Linked DNA regions of Triticum aestivum: region 1 is linked to region 2. A link is a contact called in public Hi-C data. All regions are on one chromosome and are shown on one strand. The core of a region is the stretch at or near the end of the contact, and the rest is flanking DNA. Distances in the headings are between cores, read along the strand shown. Region 1 holds the start of LOC123138268 (nuclear-pore anchor). Region 2 holds the start of LOC123138266.

Region 1 (6,936 bases), core at 610-3,109, 590 kb before region 2:
CACATTTTTAAAATTTTCAAGATTGTCTGATGGAAAAACTACAGATAAGTTATTCAAGAAAAAGAGTGAGAGGTCTGACGATATGGCAGAACTCTTAAATAGCTCCACTTCAGTTAAACTGACAAGAGATCGAACATTCAGCTTTTCAAATGGGCAGATAGTTCATGTAATAATGCTATAAAAGAAAAGCAGATGTAGCTATGTTATATAGACAGTGGAAAACTAACATTTTAAGTCTGTTCATGAAACAACATCAAATCTACATGTCATTATTTATTACAAATTATAATATATTTGAATGTAAGAGCAGCTCTTCATGAAACAACATAATATCTACCAAGCTAACGTCAAATCTACATAGCATATAATAGCCGCCGACTATGGAGGTACTGTATCAGCTCAACCGAGATAATATGTAGAAAACACAAACCACTAAGATGTAAGAGAAGTTTTGTAAGATGTCTCACATAAGTAATCAGGTGTGTCATAAAAACTTAACAAAGACGTGAAATAACGTATGGTAGAGACAGATATAGATGTATACCTACAAGCAAATCAAGTTAAGATCAAATATATTGCTCAGAATGCAAATTTGACTTTTGGACATCCATGCCTTCCAAAGGGATGGCCCCATGGGTAACTGATCGATAAAGTCATAACCAACTAACGAAAATGATTCATCCAGTCAGTCAAAGAAGTTATTCCAATAAATTTACTGGTGAAAACCAGCAAGAACGTCCATAATATGCAGTTGCTTGCGCATTTTTTTGCATGTACATTGCACCATATGGTGCTAAGCAAACCAAATCAAATCAAATCCTCTCTCTCCCTCTCTCTTGAGGTACGCAAAAATCTGTTCTAAAGCAGGACAAGTTACAGAAACAAGCTGCACTAATTAGCATTTAGGCAGAAACAAACCTATAGTTAAACTCAATAACAAAATCCTCAAGCGGCAACCAGTAACCAGTAGTCGGTACTACCAATGTATGATCCTAGAAACTACATTGTCCTGCACACCACCATATCAGATTGCACCAAGCGACAATTTGTTCAGGTGATCATGTACTCTCAACTCGCTCTACAACCAGTTTGATGACTGCTGCATATTACTAGTAGAAGTGTGAGGGCGTTAGGGTAGCTCACCATCTTATCATGGTAACTCTGAATGACGTCATCCTTCTCCCGTATCTCTGCGTCCCTCTGCTCGATCAATTCCAGCGACTGGCACTTGGACTTGTGCAGCTCCGAGATTTCCACTTTGAGACGCTCAACCTCGCCATCCTTTGCAATCTGCGACATCAGCAACACAAGTGGTCAGTGCAGGAAGCTTCACCAAACAAAATGATCAGTCGCCCAAAAAATCTAGGGTTCGTACTGCTTGGATGCGGAGCTGGTGTATCTCGGCCTGGGAGGAGGCGAGGTCAGCGGCGCGGCGCTCGGAGGCGGCGGTGAGCTCGGCCGCCTCGGCCTGGTACCGATCGACCTCCGCGGAGAGGGTGGTGAAGCGCTGCTCGAGGAGGGCGCAGGTCTGCTCGGCCGCGATGGCCGCAGCGTCAGCCTCGGCGCGCACGGTGTCGACCTGGTTCCGGAGCTCGCGGATGGCGGCGTCGGCCCGCTCGGCGACCGCGGCCACGTCCCCGCCGAGGAGCCGGAGCTCCTCGTCGGACATGAAGAGCGGCATCGCCGCGGGCGGGGTGGAGCGAGCGGGAGCCCTAGCCCCGCCGAGATTTCGGGGTGGCCTCCAGAAGGTTCTAGGGTTTCCCCGCGGGGAGGGGGCGAAGGGTGGTGGCGGTGCCGCAAGCGGAGGGGGTGAGCCGAGTTGAACTGGAGAATGGAGACGGGCGAGACGCCAAACGGCGAAAGCGGAGGCAGCGATATATCGGGAGGACGGCGTGCTGGGAGCCCGGCCTGGTTACCGACCTCAGGTGTCCGGCCTGTATTTGCGACGTGGGCTGGAAACGAGATGGCGGCTGCCGGGCTCCGTGTAACTTTTTGTCTTGTTTTTTCTTTTACTTTTTTTGTCTTGTTTGTTAATGTGAGCCATTTTTTAAAATGCGGGGCGTCAAATAGGTAGACGGAGCCCGGCACTGTAGCAAACCGGTCTACTATAGTGAACCGACTCATTGTAGCAAACGGCATACTATAGCAAACTATTTTGAAAAAAGTGAACACATTTTGAAATCTCAAAAAAAATCAAATTTATGAATTTATAATTAAAAGAATATTTTAAAAATTGTGACCTTTTCGAGGAAAAAATGAGAAGAGAAGAAGAGAACAGAAAAAGAACAAACCAAAACCAAAAAAACAGTAAAAGCAGAAAATGGAAAATCGGTAAAAATATTGGACTGGAACCCTTCAGAAGTTCCCAAAAACGGAACCAATGTCGAATCTACAAAGCATTTGAATGGGCCGACCAGCTCGGTTCCTCTTGTGCAATACGCTAGCAATTTGATGTGTCACATAGGATTTACCACGCGTACACTCGTTGACTTCGTTATGTGACTAGTGGACAAGTTCATATCACTTGTCTTTCTGGTTTTTCAGGAAAACCTATTCCGCCTGGGTAGCCAAATAGCGCCCACGCGCATACCACCCGCCCATTTGAAGCTTCTTTTTGTTTTTTCTTTCTGTTTTCTTAAGGGTTATTTTTTGTTTTTGTTTTCTTTTCCCCTTTTTCTTATTCATTTTCTTATTTTAAAATTTGTGAAGCATTTTTAATTCGTGATTATTTTAAAAAACTTGAGTTTTTCAAATGCATACACATTTCTTAAGAATTTTCATATACTTTATGAACTTAGAATATTTTTGCAAATGCATGAACAGTTTTTGTTTATGAATGTTTTTTTTTATTTTCATGAATATTCAACCATGAAGATTTTTTGAATTCACATAAATTTTTAATTCATGGATATTATTAAAATTCATGAACATTTTTTGAATTCATGAAAATAAATTCCAATTCACGAACATTTTTTGAATTTATGGATATTTTTTAGAACCACATTTTTAAATTTGTGATCATTTCTTAAAATTAATGTATAATTCTTTTATCCATGAATATTGTTTTAGTTTCTCTATATTTTTCAATTTGGGAACAAATTTTAAACAATATTATGATTTAAATCTATCAAAATTTGAGCCATTTTTCCTTTAGCCTTAGTGTCAGGGGAAAACGAGACCAGAGAAACCATACAGTGAGCGAGGCGAATCGATGGGCCCAACCCATGGCGCCTCATAGCGACGCAGAGTGGTGCATGCCCGACCACGTCCTGCTCTACCACTTTTGCAGAGCCAGCGAGGATTACGTCAGGCTACCCAAGTTGCTCATGAACCGGCGGTATACCTTCACAACGGTAGACACCTCCGATGACTCCTAGGTACTCATGAACTCCAACATGTTTGTGTTCACAAGCGAAGCTCTCGGTAGGGCGAGGTGTGGCGCTCGCCCTACCTTGATTTGGAGCGATTTTTTTATATAGGTGCACGTATAAGCCAGATCTGATCGATAAATAATCATGAGAAGAAAATTCGTCGTCGTCCCTGTTATTGGGCCTTATTGGGCCGGATGCAATACGTGCACCAAGCAAATAGCGAACGAGAGAGCAGGCTTCTCGACCTCCGATACGCACGGTCAATGCTTTGTTCCTCTCGCTTCAGAGTCCAGAGAGTCCAGACAAGAGAGGAGGAACCCTAGCCGCCTAGCCGGAGCAGCCACGGAGCGAGTGTCGTGCATTTCCGACGTCCAGCAGCAGCAGCTCTCATTTCCGGCGGCCAGCAGCAACGGCTCCCGATCCCGGCGGCCATCAGGGGCGCGCATGCGGGCGGGGCCGGCGCCCAGGGCTGCAGTCCGCGTGTGGACGACATCGATGTCGGTTCAATATCAGGTGTATCTCATAGTAGGGGTCCTAAGCTAGGCGTCTTGGAACGATGGTAACATGGACACGGGGTTTTACCCAGCTTCGGGCTCTCTTGATGAGATAATACCCTACATGCTGCTTTTGATTGTATTCATATGGGTGTAGTACAGAGTACACGTATCTACCACGAAATTGTAGTAATGAATATGAGATTGTCTATTGACTAGCCTGGCATCGGTTTATATAAGACACCGGAGGCTTAGGGTTTAGGAGAGTCCTTGTTTTGGGCGCCAAGTCTTGTGGAGTCTTCCTTGTATGCGGCAGGGGTTGTCCGAACTGGCCCATGAGTATACGGCCATGGGGGTCCTCGGCCCAATCCAACTGATCGGGAGACGACGTGGTGAGTACCCCCTAGTCCAGGACACCGTCAGTAGCCCCCTGAACCGGTCTTCAAGTTGGGGACGCTCCTCGATTCTTCCGAACTGTTCTTCATCTTCGGTCATCGGTCTTGAAAGCTGGTTTAACAAATCTTCTCATCTTTGATCTTGAGGATCGCCGAAATGCATCCGAAGAGTTTACACATCGGGTATCCGAGGAGCCCCTTTAAGCTTTCGGCCTTTATCAATGCCTTGTTATTTTTATGCCACACCTCAGGTTTGGAGTTGTTCCCGGGCGGCAGTGTCCTCTTGCGTCCGAGCTCCAACGCCGGACTGCATTCGAGGTATCTTTTGCAGCCAAGCACCAACGCCGGACCGCTTCCGAGCTCTAACGCTGGAATGTATTCGAGCTCCACCGCCGGAATGTATCCGAGCTCCACCGCCGGACTGTATCTGAGGAGTATTGTTACAGCCGAGCTCCAACGCCGAACTGCATCCGAGCTCCAACGCCGGACTATGTCCAAGGTGTCATAGATCACCTTGGTTCAAAAAGGTTGAAGGAGCTTAGCCGAGCTTAATGCTAGAAATGCCCTCTATGGAGCCAGCCACCAGCGTCCGAGCTTTATGCCGGACTACTTCCGGGGTGTCTATTGTAGTCGAGCACCAACGTTGGACTGTATCCGAGGTGGTGCACCACCTCGGCCATGGGCTGATTTTTATGAATTTAATTCCGAATTGTGCAATGTAATCTCTATCGAGATGTATAGCCAGTAGCCCTCAAGGTGCGTGTTGGCCTAATATCCGGGATGCACCCGAAGGAAAAAAACAAACCGTTGACCCTAGTAGCCCCTGAGACTCAAGTCGATTCATAAAATCAGTATGAGGATCAATTCCCAGCTCAGCAGCATACTTAGGAATAGAAACGCGGTGTGCAAAGTCCTCGAGACTCAGGTTGGGTGCGGCCGACCAACCTGAGGATAATAATCTCCTCGAAAACTATATTGCACTTTAAATTTTCTGCATTGGATTGTCAATGAAGTAGCCCCCGAGACATTGGTCGGGTGGCAACACTAGATCAGGGGATCGATGTACCCCTTTAATATTTGTAAATGATAAGCACGAAGCCCAGTAGCCCCCCAGCCTTAATGTGGGCATGGGTGTTGGGGATCGTAGCAGAAAATAAAAAATTTCTACGCATCACCAAGATCAATCTATGGAGTCATCTAGCAACGAGAGAGATAGGAGTGCATCTACATACCCTTGTAGATCGCGAGCGGAAGCGTTCAAGAGAACGGGGTTGATGGAGTCGTACTCGTCGTGATCCAAATCACCGAAGATCCTAGCGCCGAACGGACGGCACCTCCGCGTTCAACACACGTATGGAGCGGAGACGTCTCCTGTGCCTTGATCCAGTAAGGAGGAGGGAGAGGTTGAGGAAGATATCTCCAGCAGCAGCACGGCGGCGTGCTGGTGATGGAGAGGCAGTACTCCGGCAGGGCTTCGCCAAGCTTCTGCGGAGGAGGAGAGGTGTTGGGGAGGGGAGGGGCTGCGCCTTGGAGGTGTGTGTGCAGCCCTTCCCTTGCCCCTCTATTTATAGGGGGAGGAGGAAGGGGGCCGGCCCCCTTTAGATGAGATCTAGAGGGGGGCGGCCAAGAGGGGGAACTTGCCCCTCAAGCAAGAGGGGGGGCCTTTAGGCCCCCCCAACCCTAGGCGCATGGGCCCAAGGGGGGGATGCACCCAGCCCTCTAAGGGCTGGTTCCCTTCCCTACACGGCCCATGAGGCCCTCCGGGAGAGGTGGCCCCTCCCGGTGGACCCCCGGAACCCTTCCGGTGGCCCCGGTACAATACCGGTATGCCCCCGAACTTTTCCGGTGACCGTATTACAACTTCCCATATATAAATTTTCACCTCTGGACCATTCCGGAACTCCTCATGACGTTCGGGATCTCATCCGGGGCTCAGAACAACATTCAGTAATCACATACAAGTCTTCCTAATAATCCTAGCATCACCGAACCTTAAGTGTGTAGACCCTACGAGTTCGGGAATCACGCAGACATGACCGAGACAGCTCTCCGGCCAATAACCAATAGCGGGATCTGTATACCCATGTTGGCTCCCACATGTTCCACGATGATCTCATTGGATGAACCACGATGTCGAGGATTCAAGTAATCCCGTATACAATTCCCTTTGTCAATCGGTATGTTACTTGCCCGAGATTCGATCGTCGGTATCCCAATACCTCGTTCAATCTCGTTACTGGCAAGTCACTTTACTCGTTACGTAATGCATGATCCCGTGACCGACCACTTGGTCACATTGAGCTCATTATGATGATGCATTACCGAGTGGGCCCATAGATACCTCTCCGTCATATGGAGCGACAAATCCCAGTCTCGATTCGTGCCAACCCAAGTCATCAGTGAGGGTGAGAACATAACGATAGCCACCGCGAGCCTCCACGCTCATTGGACCGCACACATCAGTATGTATAATTTCCAATAAGTTGGTTGCTCGCTCCATTGTTTCGGAGAACGGAGTCTTGGTCACTTTACCATGAGGCATGGTTCGCACGTGTCAAATGATTCGAAATCAAGAGACTCTAAAAGTCCATCTGTATGGAGCTTCTTCATGCGTTTGACACCAATGTGACCAAGGCGGTAGTGCCACAGATATGTGGGACTATCATTATCAATCTT
Region 2 (6,907 bases), core at 3,196-5,695:
TTCATATCGTATCGCCAAGCTTGCCTTCCACACCAAGGAAAGTCCCATCCGGACACGGGACGGAGTCTTCAATCTTGTATCTTCATAGTCCAGGAGTCCGGCCAAAGGTCATAGTCCGGCCATCCGGACACCCCCTAATCCAGGACTCCCTCAAAGTATTTTCGGCTCGTTCCTCGACGATCGCTACCAGGTGAGTGATCGGCGGGAGATTGATTTCCCTCTGGTCAGTTTTAAGCCCGATCTGATCATAGTCTATTTTTTTGTGACTAACCGATCATAGTCTATTGAAAGGCCCAGGGCAGTGATGCGATCTAGCAGCTCGTTTAAGGATGAGATGTCCGCCGAATCTGTCTTTTCAAAGTATTCGAGACCGATGTGGGGGTGGTGTTTGGCGATCGTGGGGAACGCTGTCGGCTTAATGGCCATGCGGGCACCCACAAAGAAATCGATGAGCTGGAGGATCTGTCCTGAAGTTAAGCTCCTTCCAGAAGTGATGTCGTTGTTGATGACAAGGCGAGCCATAGATTGCTTTTCGTGACTACACAATGGAGCTCTCAATGAAAGCACGAATGATGGTGTCAAAACCGGCAGATCTCGGGTAGGGGGGCCAAACTGTGAGTCTAAGAATCAATGGTAACAAGGGACAATGGGGACACGATGTTTACCTAGGTTCGGTCCCTCTTAAAGGAGGTAAAACCCTACGTCCTGCTTGATTGTATTCGATGAGTATAGGGGTTACAAGAGTTGATCTACCTCGAGATCGTAATGGCTAAACCCTAGTTGTCTTGCCTATGATTATTCTGATAGCCTCTACGGACTAAACCCTCCGGTTTATATACACATCGAAGGGGCCTAGGGTGGTACAGAGTCGGTTTACAAAGAAGGAAACAGTACATCCGGGCACCAAACTTGCTGTCCACGCATATAGAAGTCCTACCTGGACACAGGAGATAGTCTTCTGCTTTATCTTCACGGCTCATCAGTCCGGCCCATATTGAATAGACCGGACACCTGAGGACCCCTGAATCCAGGACTCCCTCAGTGATCACCTTGCAATAAAGAGTATTTTGATGTAAAAATGGTCATTATTTTCGAAAGGAGGATTACCCCCGCCCGTGGCAAATGATGCATACAACCATCTTTATTTCTTCCTCCGCGAAGAAACATAAGAGCGCTTAGATCACGTATATTTTTTTACCGAAGATGCCGTCATCGTTCGAACCGGAAGACCCAGATCTAGAGTTTCCCCTAGAGCAACCCGAGCATTGTGTCGCAACCTGCAACAACGATGCCTCGAGAAGGAAATGATGTCACAGACGCCACCGTCACCCTGATCTCGCAGCTGACTGGAACCGTACGAAGCCTTGTTGTGAAGACGAATGCCGCCGTCAGCACGCAGGCAGGGAGCCTCTAGCCGCCCCTCACCGTCCCTGCTGCAAAGTTCAAACTAATTTTCGGAGAAGCAATCGAATGGCGGGAAATCCACGTGCTGTCGTGCCTACGTGCCACAGATCGCTACCCGAACCGAGCACACGTTTGAGTTTTCGTGGAGTGGCAAATCTTCAAGTCGGCCAGACGCGGAAATTCGTGCGTACTCCGTGAATCTGAGGCACGCGCTTGAGTGTGCCGTGTGTTTGAGGAAACGGAAAGATGGACACGGGAGATATGGCAATGCTAGCCGTTGGTTGCTGTACATAGCTCCGTACGTGCTCCAACCGTCTCGATTTGTACTTCAGCAAGTACGTACTCCGTTGTCCGCTGTCAAGCATGACATAGCTTGCCCGATATGCCAGGCTAAGTCCGCCGGTGGCACTTCTCCACGGCACATGACACGAGCTAAACTCATCGTCGTCGTCCTTCTAGCGAGCTTCGTTCAGGGTTCTGATGAACAAGGAAAGCACGTAGTACATGTAACTTTTGCGCAGAAACACAATCCAAATCCCAGCTTAAAGCGAAGATTTCATTTCCGACCGCGGGCTCGGGCGCAGCCTGCAGGCGATCTCCAAAGCATATGATCACCCTGCATAATTGGCCTTTTGATGGATAAAGCGGCTGCCACCGCCAAGCTGCCACATACGGTTGATGCGTCCAGGACTGGCCAAAAGCTGCCACTTACGGAGGAACTCACCCCGCCATGGGAGGCTGGGTGGATCCATTTGGTGCCGGCCACATTAACTAGTGGTAAGCACAGTAGCTGATGCTGCCAGTATTCAATCGCCGCGAGCTGCGGTTAGCAACATGTAGGAGTAACTAACTAACAGCTTGGCCATTAATCTATGGTGGAAATGTCAGCTCCTGTGTTGTTCGGGGCAGCCCACAGAGAGCATGTGACCAACCACCATTGCCAAATGCCAAAGTGCCAAACAGACAGAGCTTAGGTACCGTGGGCGTCAAACTTTTAAACTCTCTGCAGGAGCATAAACTAATGTGCAGCGCCGACGCGAATCTGCCCAACGAGCTTCCAGCCCAAAAGGCTCTCCGCACGATTCCGTCCCACCACCTGCAGCCGCAGCTTGCAGGTGCGCCCACAGCCGGCGCCGTGCTTATGATTGAGAACTCGGCGCCAAGAATTGCAACAACAACACAGAGAAACGCCATCACTCATGAGAGGCCATGAGCATGAACGAGATCGATGCACAGGTGCATGTGCATTGGTACATGGCAATGGCATCATCTCTTGTATGGATGTAGTATTAGCTACTCGTGTTCTGAACTTCTTTCATGCATCTTAATCAGGTGCAAATGTATCAAGAGGAGTAAAAAAAAAAGCAGCCTCACTCTTACTAACAGATCCTGACGAGAAACCCTGAAAATGTACACGGACACGCTCCGATCGACGGAGCCGCTTCAGAAGCGATCCAACACAGATGTGGCAGCAACCCATGTGATGCGAGCTAGATTAATCTGTCGAGGCCCGGTGGACGCCGAAAATACAGAAGATCCACCGAGGGCTATGCATGGCCGGGCTCAGCTCGCGGCCTCGTCGATGCTGTGCAGCGAGGGCCGCCATTGCCGGTGCCGGGCGCCGGAGCTCCGGTGGCCATCTCCTCCGTCCTGGCGTGCCAACTGCAGTCACAGGTGTAGAGTAATCAGAAGATGGAACATTTGCATGTTGCCGCGGTTCAGAACAGAAGCAGAAAGGGATCTCGCAGACGATTCTTTGCTCCTGACACTAGTTGCGACTCTTCACTATTTTATTTACCATCATGATTCTTTTATCATTCTGCATCCCTCTATTTTAAGCACTAATTTCCCTTCTGGACGGTACATGGCATCAATCAATTGGATCCACAGGACCACATCTTGTTTTATGCATGTCAATTGGGGACTGAGAATTGTCAGTGTCAGGTACTCCAAACCGATTCTCTCCATTGAGCTAAATGCTAACGGTTTCTGCTGAAACTAGGCAGATTTTGCAGCTGCACAAATTCTAATGGCGATTACCCAAATAAAATTCATCTTCCGAGTGTTGCGTGTGGACGAACTGAGGAAGAAGACATGAGAATCGCGAGGAACAACTAACCAGTAGCCCTTGGAGGGAAGGCAATTAAAGGCGCATCAATCATGCAGAGAACGTGCATGGGGGCATCGGCGGAGGGGGAAATTATATGAGACCTGGTCTCATATAATTTTTTTCCGGCGGAGAGAGAGAGAGAGAGAGAGAGAGAGAGAGAGAGAGAGAAGTAGTTGGATTGAATAGAGCTCAAGTCCATGTAACCACCTGATCGAGACTCTCATCCAAGCTGGCCTCGTCGTCGTCGTCGTCGACGTCGTCACCGTCCGCCGCCGGCCGCAGCTTGCTCTGCCGCGTCGACGACTCCAGCTGCTGCAGCTGCTGCCGCGCCTTCCTCAGCTTCTCCTCCTTCCTCGCCTGCACCGCCTTGGTCACCTCTGCGCGCACCATTTTTCCATGCCATGTTAGCAGTGGGCACAGCATGGAGGAGAAGAGGCAGAGGACGAGAATCGGTGACTCGAAGCCTACCGTTGGCGGTGATGAGGCGGTAGACGTGGCCGAGGAGGAGCGTCTCCTTGGGCTTGAGGAGCTTGACGCGGGTGAGCCGCACGGTGCGGCGGGCGCCGCCGCCGTCGGCGTCCTGGCGCTCCTCGGCGACCCGGAGCGTGACGAGCGCGACGTAGTGGCCCGGGTTGGCGCGCATCACCTCCGCCGCGGGGGTGGACCAGTAGAGCCGCTCCACCCGCCCGCCCGGGTGCTGCACCACCGCCGCCGCCACCTCCGCCGCCTGGCAGTTCCCCATCCCCGCTCACTCCGGCCCGCCGCAGCCGCACACGGGCACACACACGCTCCCCGTGACCAGAGCTGGGTGCTGGTCCTATAGCTTGGCTTAGCCTGTGCCGGCCGGGGAAACGTGGGCGAGGGAGAGCGCGAGCAAGTGGCGAGCGTGTGGTGCGCCAGTATTTTATAAAGAGGAGAGAGAGCAACGGCTCGGTTGCCGAGGTGGTGCCGTGGTGGTGGTACATATCCCGTCCCGGTGACCGGTTCGATCGTTTTCGACCTCGCGATCACCACGTGAACAGACGCTGTCAGGTACTGCATTTTTGGGTGCACCGCTCGTCGGAGACGTCAGTCTGCGGCCGGCGTAGCAACAAACGGCGAGAGACGGAGACCGGCCGCATCTACAAAACGATTGCTTTTCGTGGGCCGTCGTGTACGGATGACGGAGATCGGCCGAATTAACCAGTTTTGCTTCCATCTACTATCTATCTATCTCCCCGAATTAATTGAATTCTATGCACTCGATCAAGCAAAAGTTGCTGGTTTGGCCGAGCTGATCTTGACACTGGGCCTACATCCACCCCGCTAAAAATTGTTTGGCATTCATCCGTGCAGTTTTTGTTGGTCGTCGTGCACTAAACTTGAAGCAAAATGTTGTGCTCTGGCAGTGCTAGTTTTGTTGCTATTCACCTGCACGAGAATTTTAAAGTGCACCGCAACAGCAAGAATTAAAAGCACCACGCACCGAATGACGTTAGTGGGAGCGCAAACTATACATGTATGGTGCAACCGGAAGTCCACTCTCAAGCATGAGCCCCTTGCAGTTGCATTTCCAAACTAAACCATTCATGAATGGAATGCCACGGAGAGGCCCCGTGATAAATGCCACACATCGTGGCTCAATATGCATACACAACTCATGACTGATCTCCCCGCAAAAAACAAAAAAAAAAACTCATGACTGATCTGCCCTTGTATCACTATTCTATGATGGCTTGTTAAGCTCGTCATCATTCTTCCTCTCCGTGCTGCCCCCTGGTGATGCCAGGGATGGGCTTATAAATTCGGATGACAATTCCCCTGCCCAGCTCCCAACCAGCATCGCCCTGGAAACAAGCCAGTCCAACGCAGTATCTTATGCGGGATTGTTCCCAGCAGGCATCACTTCTCTTTGAAGAAAGAAGAAAATAGTGATGGGCGCGTTTTATAATGGACACAAATGCCGGTTGCTGGAGAGAAGAAATGTGATCTGCACAGATGCGGCTAGCCATCGGACTCGTCAACTCGTCATGGGTTTTCCTTATGGCTAGGGCAACCATTAATTAAGCCGCTCCTGTGTGCTTATCTCGTCTGCTTAGTGGTGGTGGCGCAATTGGTGTTCACGTCCGCGCCGGCGCGGTCAACACCGCGCCGGCGAGGAAGCTGTCACGGCGGGTCAGGCGTCCGCGTCGACCTGCACGGTGTCGGGATCAGAGTCGCGTAGCCCCGCGGGACTGAATTTATGAGGCCATGTGCGCCACTCGCTCCCTAGCTCCGATGCCCTGCCCGAGTCGGCGTCTCGCGCTGGTGCGCGCGCCCTCGGCTCCATGGCGTCCGCCGTTTGTACTGAGGCCGATCGGACTCGGGCGTGGCGGTGCGTGGCGTACGTAGGAATTCATTGTCCATGTGTATGAGCACAGGAGGGAGGCGGTGATGGACTGTTGCGCGCACGGGAAAGTCGCCTCTCCAATAGATTTCCGACGCCGATGTGACCGTGTGAGGTGAGGCGAGGCCATGTCCTGTCCGCATCGCCTCGTCGAGGATTCAACGAGCGCCGGAAACCGGCCGTAAATCCTGCGCGGCGCGCCGCTGGTTTTCACATGCGTGCTTCGGCGGGTGAAGTGAACGAGATGCGATGCGAGCTCCGGTCGACGTTGCTCGGGATCTCGGGTGGACGTTTTGGGTGCGCAATCGATGATTCGGGGAAGGAAAACGACGAGTTCGCACCGATGCTTTCGCCGCGCGGGAATCCCACGGTGCGGTGTACGGCTCGTCTTCTCGTGGCAAGTTGTGTGCGTGATGCTACGTGCATGTCGCGGTCGTACGTGTCTTGAGCTTGACCATGGCGAGCGATTAAGTTCACGGGCGCGATGGCGCCATGGATGGATGGATGTATGGGCCAGCTGAACCTGCAGGCCCGTCTGAAATGATTTCCCCAATAATGCGTACAGCGTACCTACTGCGGTATAGCAGTGCCCGTATGCACCTGACCTGACCCGACCCTGACCGTATGTTTATCCATACAGTGCATAGGGCTCGTTTCCCTAGCTTTCACGAACCATGCTCGCCACGAGATCCAAAGCCTGACACTCTGCCAGGAGATTATATTAGTACCGGTAGAAGCTCATGCACACTGCAGTATACATACTGTACCAAACACAGCTAACCCTTAACACTGGACTGCTATAGCATCTGCCGTATCCACCTTTTTTCAGCTGTTACGGAGCCCTGCCAGCCTCATCATCGCCGGCCGATGGCCTTTTCCGCCTGATCGTTGTCAGTGTGAGCCACAGCAGACCCGTGCCCGTGCAGCGACGATTGGCGGCATCTGGGGCGGCTACTCTGTCAGGTTCCACCGGAGTCATCAGCCGAGCACCCCCTAGCTGTCGAACGGTGGACGGAAGCAATGATCGC

The links. Hi-C and Micro-C count contacts between places; a contact is called where the count stands out from the background.
Region 1: a contact with region 2 is called in a Hi-C map of leaf, with 4 times the contacts expected there. The contact joins the promoter of LOC123138268 here to the promoter of LOC123138266 in region 2. A contact is called at or near these places in 2 of 5 Hi-C or Micro-C datasets (both in leaf).

Annotation. Positions count from the first base shown.
Region 1 is chr6B:607,432,135-607,439,070 of IWGSC CS RefSeq v2.1, reverse strand. It overlaps LOC123138268 (nuclear-pore anchor), which reads right to left and starts at 1,859. Exons shown (of 48, transcript XM_044558210.1): 1 at 1,376-1,859; 2 at 1,144-1,290. The coding sequence starts at 1,681.
Region 2 is chr6B:606,840,078-606,846,984 of IWGSC CS RefSeq v2.1, reverse strand. It overlaps LOC123138266, which reads right to left and starts at 4,445. Exons shown (of 3, transcript XM_044558208.1): 1 at 3,983-4,445; 2 at 3,722-3,891; 3 at 2,587-3,066. The coding sequence starts at 4,256. The coding sequence ends at 2,968.